2 separate regions of the Sus scrofa genome follow, and region 1 is linked to region 2. Evidence: chromatin contacts called from public Hi-C data. All regions are on one chromosome and are shown on one strand. The core of a region is the stretch at or near the end of the contact, and the rest is flanking DNA. Distances in the headings are between cores, read along the strand shown. Region 1 holds the start of RPL37A (60S ribosomal protein L37a). Region 2 holds the start of SMARCAL1 (SWI/SNF-related matrix-associated actin-dependent regulator of chromatin subfamily A-like protein 1).

Region 1 (3,381 bases), core at 829-3,328, 74 kb after region 2:
GGATGTAACTGTCTGCAAGTCGCTTTGGCTAACTTGTGAGGAGCCTCGAGCACCTGCAAAATCATTTGTGAACTGAAGCCATTTGTTAGCAGAGTTCTGATTGGAAACAAGGCCAAGTAATCCCAGAATCCCTTTCAGCTCTCATGGTCTTTCTTGGCTCCTAAGTCACAGATTCTTTCTTACCCATTTATTTCAAAATTCTCTGAGCTTCCTCTCCTCCGGCCTTACCACCTTCTAAGGAAAGGCAGCAAAACTTTCTTTTTTCTTTTGCTCTTTTTGCCCACAGCCTGTGGAATTTCCCAGGCCAGAGATCAAATATGAGCCATAGCAGCAACCTCAGCCACTGCAGTGACAATATCAGATCCTTAACCCACTGTACCACAAGGGAACTCCCAGCAAAACTTTCGAGAAAGTGTTCTACATGTTTCCAGGCTATTTGCTGAACATACCTTTCACTTCCTGACCTTAACTGGTAACCTGGCCCTTCTCTGCTGCTCCTTTTGAGAGAGTTGGAAGGATAGGTAAGAGATGTGGTTAAAGATTGAGATGTTGGGGTTTAAGGTTTCAGGCAGGGATCTGACAGCCCAGGATGGGGCTGTGGGCGAAACTGTCGCCTACCAGATCAGTAAAGGATGTTACAGCCATCAAGCCATCAATCACGGAGTTACCCTCAGCTGTGCATCCAGGGGGGATTCAGGATGGAGAAAAATGGGATGCTGGCCTTAGATAGTTAAGATGCATATCAAAGGAATAATTTTTTTGTTTTTCCATTTTGGGCTGCACCCGAGGCATATGGAGGTTCCCAGGCTAGGGGTTGAATCCAAGCTGTAGCCGTTGGCCTATGCCACAGCCACAGCCACAGCAACGTGGGATCCAAGCCATGTCTGCAACCTGTGTCTGAGACCACAGCTCACAGCAATGCTGGATCCTTAACCCAGTAAGTAAGGCCAGGGATCAAACCTTCGTCCTCATGGATCCTAGTTGGGTTCATTAACCACTGAGCCATGAAAGGAACTTCTCAAAAGAATAATTTTAATAAGCCCAGACTCTTGCATTTTCCCACACATAGAAAAGCGCTAAATTCATTAACCTGACATGTCTTTTTCTTTAACGACCAGTAATTTTTTTTTTTTTTTCATCTTTTGGCTGCCCTGCAGCATATGGAGTTCTCAGGCCAGGTATCAGATCCAAGCCACAGTTGTGACCTATGTTGGGGCTGTGGCAAAACCAGCTCCTTTAACCCACTGTGCTGGGTGGGGGATTGAACCTCTGTCCTGGCACTTCAGAGACACCACCCGATCCCACTGTGCCACAGTGGGAACTTCAACAGTAATATTTTGATGTTCCTACCATTTAGTTTTTGTCGCCAAAATTCCTATAAATCCTGGCTCCTCCTTTATTTCTTGGGAGGAGTCCCTCAGAAATATCTGAGAAGCTGTCTTTCCCACATAAGTCCTCAGAAAGTCCACCAAGTAGAAGATGATTCTCATCTCTTAGGTTGTGCGTACTTCCACCCTCCCATCAGGGCCATGGGATGGATTCTGAAATAGAGCGGCAGGCAAACAGAACTGAGACGGAGGGAGAAGCTGCCAGACGAACCTCGACCGTGACTATTCCTCTCCAGCTTTCTCGTCTCAGCCTTTCTCAGGGAGCCCCAGGCTCTTCCTAGGATAGATGGGACCATCTTCCTTCCTTCAGAGCTCTGATTTCTTTGAAATTATAACTTGTTAAAGAGGTCATATGGCTTCCCCTGGCCGGACTATAACATGTAAGAGTGGAGCTTTGGTTTTTCGCCACCGCTATCCTGGCTTCCTGCACAGGGCTTGCCGCTTTCAGAATGCATTATACAGAAAGCGACGAAATTTGGAGTCGTAAAAGTTAAGCACTTTTCTAAGCCAAGTGCCTGTGAGCAAGTCACTTAAAATATGAAGTGTCTGTAAAATGGAGGAAATCATACTTGGTTTTGCAGAACTTGGTGAGATACGTGTAAAATAATGCCGATGGGAGAAAGTGCCTCTGCTATCCAGTCCGTTGCTGCAATCTGTGAATCAGGGTAAACCTGTCAGAAAGAAGGTCGGCCACATTACCCAGAAGGCACCGGGTGGGAGGAGACCTCCGAACCATAGAGTTCAGTTCCTAGCTGGGCCTCCCAGCCGCCGCTTCCGCTCGTCCGCCTAAAACTGCGCCTGCGCACAACCCTTCTTCCTCTCTGGGCTCGGACCGGGTTTGCGGCAAAATGGTGAGTGTTGGTCCCTGTGAGGCCTAGGTGTCTATCTGCGTGCATCTGCCTTTTTCTTGGTTTCTTCGCGCCGACCCGCCTCTGCTCGCCTGTTCGGTCCTGTGTCCCCGGCCTCCGTGCCTTCGCCGCTCCTCAGACGGAGACTGGGGCGGCTTGGCGAAGGCTGGCGCGTCCGGGCTGGGTTAACCCAGTGCCCTCGGACCTTGGTTTTACCAGGATGTGATGGGCGAGCGGGGAGCAGGCGGGGGCTGGGTGGGTGGAAGGATGGTGTGTGGAGGGTCAGAGTCCTTGTTGCTGGGTTTTTCCCTAACTTTTTTTTTTTTTAACAGGCCAAACGCACCAAGAAGGTTGGAATCGTGGGCAAATACGGGACCCGTTATGGTGCTTCCCTCAGGAAAATGGTGAAGAAAATTGAAATCAGTCAGCACGCCAAGTACACTTGCTCCTTCTGTGGCAAAGTAAGATGGGCTGTGGGCCGGGAAGCGGGGGGCGCGGCGAAGAGGGAGGGAGGGAAGGTTTCCTTCCGGAGTGAGGCTTCTTGAAGGAAGTTTATAGATGGTTTGCTGGTTCTCAGAATTGCACATAATTGGTAACCAGTTGCAAGACGAGAGTATTGTTGATAACTCTGGATTTTGTAAAAACCTTTTTTTCCTGTGACGACAAGTGGGAACTAAAGGGTAAACAGTTGACAGTCCCAGCTTAAGCCAAACCAGTTTTGTGGAACACAGTTCTGTCTGTTTTGTCTACCAGTGTCGGGTAGAGATCTTTGTTTAATGTTTGTATGTTTATTGTGTGCAAAAAATACTGTATTCCGGCAATTCTTGTGTTTTTTTTGGGGGGGGGAGTTGCAGATCTTCCACATCCCTGAAAATATCACCACAGTTTATGCAAATTTTGCAGCAGAAAACTTGAAGTTAGGGGAAAAAAATGGTAAAATACACCAGCTTTAATTCTAGTGTAATTTAGATTCTTAGATTTTTGTGATATAAAAGGCTGTTCTTTGGTCAGAGGGAAAATTGGTTGTCTTTTACAGACCAAGATGAAGAGACGAGCTGTGGGCATCTGGCACTGTGGTTCCTGCATGAAAACGGTAGCTGGTGGTGCCTGGACCTACAAGTGAGTCTTATTTCTTTGTCGTAACT
Region 2 (3,179 bases), core at 66-2,565:
ATTTTTTATTATAATTGATTTACAATACTCTGTCAATTCCTGCTGTACAGCAAAGTGACCCAGTTATATATACATATATTATAAAAAGGATATATATATGTGTGTGTGTAGATATATATAGATATATATATTCTTTTTCTCACATTATCCTCTATCATGTGCCATCACAGGTGACTGAATAGAGTTCCCTGTACTACACAGCAGGATCTCATTGCTTATCCACTCCAAATGTGATAGTTGCATCTACTAACCCCAAACTTCCAGTCCATCCCATTCCCTCCCCCTCCCCAGGGAAATATTATATTTACCACCAATATTTAATAGTGAGTTGATTATGGAATGGAGAGGTGCTGGTGCTCAGAAACGGGGTAGACTGGTTCTGAGAGTGTCAGCCTAATACTTTTCTCTCAAGAGTATGGGCTTCGGAATCAGAAACACAAATAGCCTAACAAGGCTTTGAAAAAGTTAACTGCTCAGGTTTCCTTTCTGTAAAAGAGGATTTGAATAGTGCGTGTTCCATCAGGTTGCAGTGAGGATTAAATGAGATGATTCACATTAGATGTTCAGCACAATGGCTGATGATGGCAATGATGATGACGATATGACAATGACGACAATGTTAATTCTCTTTTTGTCCAGGAAGGTCAGGTCAGGATTGGAACAGCGGGTGGAGCTTAAACTGCAAGGTTATCAGTATCAGGAATGGATGCCCCAAGAAATATATTTTTTAAGAGCTACCAAATCCATCTGCCCGCCTGGGAAGCCCTTTGGAGACAACTCTGACATAGACACTCCAGTTTGGATACCTCAACAACCCAGGCTTTCAGAATCCGGGTACTTGCTAAAACTTTTGAGGGAGCCGAGGACTACACTTCCCAGGGTGCATCATTTCCCCCCCTCCCGCCCACGACGTTGCGTCTCGCCAGGCTCCAGGTTTAAACTACGAATCCCTGCAGCACAGCTCGGGTTTCCCGTCTCATGACTCACTCTTTGAAGCGTAAGTGGGGGCCGCCTTGCCCCCTGGGAAGTGTAGTTCCTCGGTGAGCGACTCCATCACCCCGACCACCTCCCAGGCCCGATTGCTGAAATAAGGCGAGCGAACTCGCAGCGCTCGAGAACCCGCGCCTAACAGTCCACTCGGAAGAGAGGCTCGGGAGGGCTCTGGAGACGCACCTAGCTTCGGGGTCGGCCGCGAATGTGGTTCGCATTATAGGCCTCACCGGGTGAGACGGTTAAACTGGGAGGTAGGTGGCGGAGGCGGACGAGACCAAATGCTTCCCTGCAGCAGGGAGTGGGCCGACCGGAAGGGTGAATCCAAGTGAAGGTGATAAGAGTGGCAGTGGCGTCCCCCCAGACCGGGTGGAACACAGGTCCCAGCAAAAAGAAGAGGGGCGTCCATGCGGTGGGATGGCTTTATGGTTTAGGGCTGATCAAGGGACTTCATCATCCCATGGCCTCGCCTCCCCTGGCTAGTGGAGGCAGCGCACCGGGCCTTGGACCTGGAGCATTTGGGGGCGCCGAAGCGCCCTGCTTGTAAAGTTAGGCAGGAATGTTTTACCCCGGGAGCCTGAGAACTTCAGCCGGGCCAGGGACAAAGCCTTTCCCTAACCGCTTGTTAATTGCTGGTGGTTGGAGGAAGTGGAAGGTGTCGGGATTTGGGGGTTCTGGTCAAAGAGGGTCCTAGCAGAAAGGAAACCTTTTTACCCCAGGCTCCTCTCAGGGCTCCTCCTCCCCCATGTCACTGTTGTAAACATTATGTGGCGTTACATTGAATGGAGACTGTTTCTTCTGAACCAAGCCAGAGAAATTTGGTGTCCAGCGCTCTGGGTCTAGAAATATTGCAGAAGTGGCTCAGCTCATGGAAAAATGACCTAAGAAAATTAATTGGAAAAAAAAAATCAGGGTACAAAACAGAACATATGTAATGATCATATTTTGTAGTAAATTCATCTACCTCCCAAATACATGGCGTGTAACTATGGCTATGAATAGAAAAAATTCAGAATTATACTATAAACTATGAACAGTGATTATTGATAGATGGTGAGATTGCAAATTAGTTTTACTCTATTCTTTACATCTTTTTGTAACATTCGAATTTGTACAATGAGAATATATTTTTTTTCCTTCTTATTTTTCCAAAAGAGTTACTCAATTGCTCCATGGCAGTGAGTTTTAGACAGCAGGCACTAAAGCTTGCACTTGACTAGTTGCAGGCTGATTTGCCAGGAATGGTATAAGGATTGAATTTGAGGGTTGAATTTTAGGGTACAGTCTCTGTGATGCTAATGCTTTTTTCCTTCTTCCAGGTTGGCAAGAGGCTATTTTAGCAAGCATCACGCCATGGTATGTGGTTGTTTTGGTCTATGTCTGTCCAATCCAATATCCTTTCTAGTTTGAAATGTCACCTTTCTCATTATTTGATGGATTTAGGTTGCATTGCATAACTTTCTTGGGATCCGATAACTCATGTTGACTAGTGGATGAGAGGGAGAAAAATATTGCTGTTGAACTACCTTTTCAGCTTTGGATTTGATGACCTTGCTTTTTGCCTTTTTGTCAGGATCATGGGTTTTGGCATATGCTATATACTGTCCGTGTGTGTGTGTGTGTGTGTGTGTGTATGTTTAATTATAAAAGAAACTTTAATATTTCCTTTGGTTGTACTCCTTGTACATTTCGTGCGACAAAAGCTTGTTAAAATCGAGGTAACAAATAAATACATTTAATGTTTATTTCATTACTGTTTTTCCTTCCTCAGGTTTTGCCAAGTTTCTGATAGAAAATTGACATTCCTGTGCCAGCATTTCCCTGTTAAAATGTCCTTGCCTCTTACAGAGGAGCAGAGGAAAAAAATTGAGGAGAATCGGCAAAAGGCTCTGGCCCGTAGAGCTGAGAAATTAGCAGGACAGCATCAGAACACAGGCTCTGGCTCCTCCATTGCTGCCACATCTTCCCAGTCCAAGCAGGGCCCTTTCCAAAACCTCCCCCAGGATCCTTCTAAGTCAGGGAGCCATGGTATCATTTTCAAGCAACAGAATCCCCTGAGTTCAACTAATGGTGACCAGAGACCTCAAAATTCCCCCAGTTTTCAACTCAGTACCTCCGAACAGGCAAAGGGGACATGGAAGAAGGAAGAAGAGGTGCCCACAGCCTGCCTGAGCCACCGCCTACCAAGT

Evidence for each region. A called contact is a pair of places that touch in the nucleus more often than the background predicts.
Region 1: a Hi-C map of skeletal muscle shows a contact between it and region 2, with 6 times the contacts expected there. The contact joins the promoter of RPL37A here to the promoter of SMARCAL1 in region 2. A contact is called at or near these places in 1 of 5 promoter capture datasets (liver), 6 of 47 Hi-C or Micro-C datasets (alveolar macrophages, embryonic fibroblasts, liver and 1 more) and 1 of 2 datasets of contacts at active chromatin or transcription factors (alveolar macrophages).

What each region holds. Positions count from the first base shown.
Region 1 is chr15:118,700,120-118,703,500 of Sscrofa11.1, forward strand. RPL37A (60S ribosomal protein L37a) reads left to right here and starts at 2,079. Exons shown (of 4, transcript XM_021076246.1): 1 at 2,079-2,239; 2 at 2,569-2,697; 3 at 3,273-3,355. The coding sequence starts at 2,237.
Region 2 is chr15:118,626,419-118,629,597 of Sscrofa11.1, forward strand. It overlaps SMARCAL1 (SWI/SNF-related matrix-associated actin-dependent regulator of chromatin subfamily A-like protein 1), which reads left to right and starts at 1,316. Exons shown (of 21, transcript XM_021076244.1): 1 at 1,316-1,402; 2 at 2,310-2,346; 3 at 2,762-3,179. The coding sequence starts at 2,820.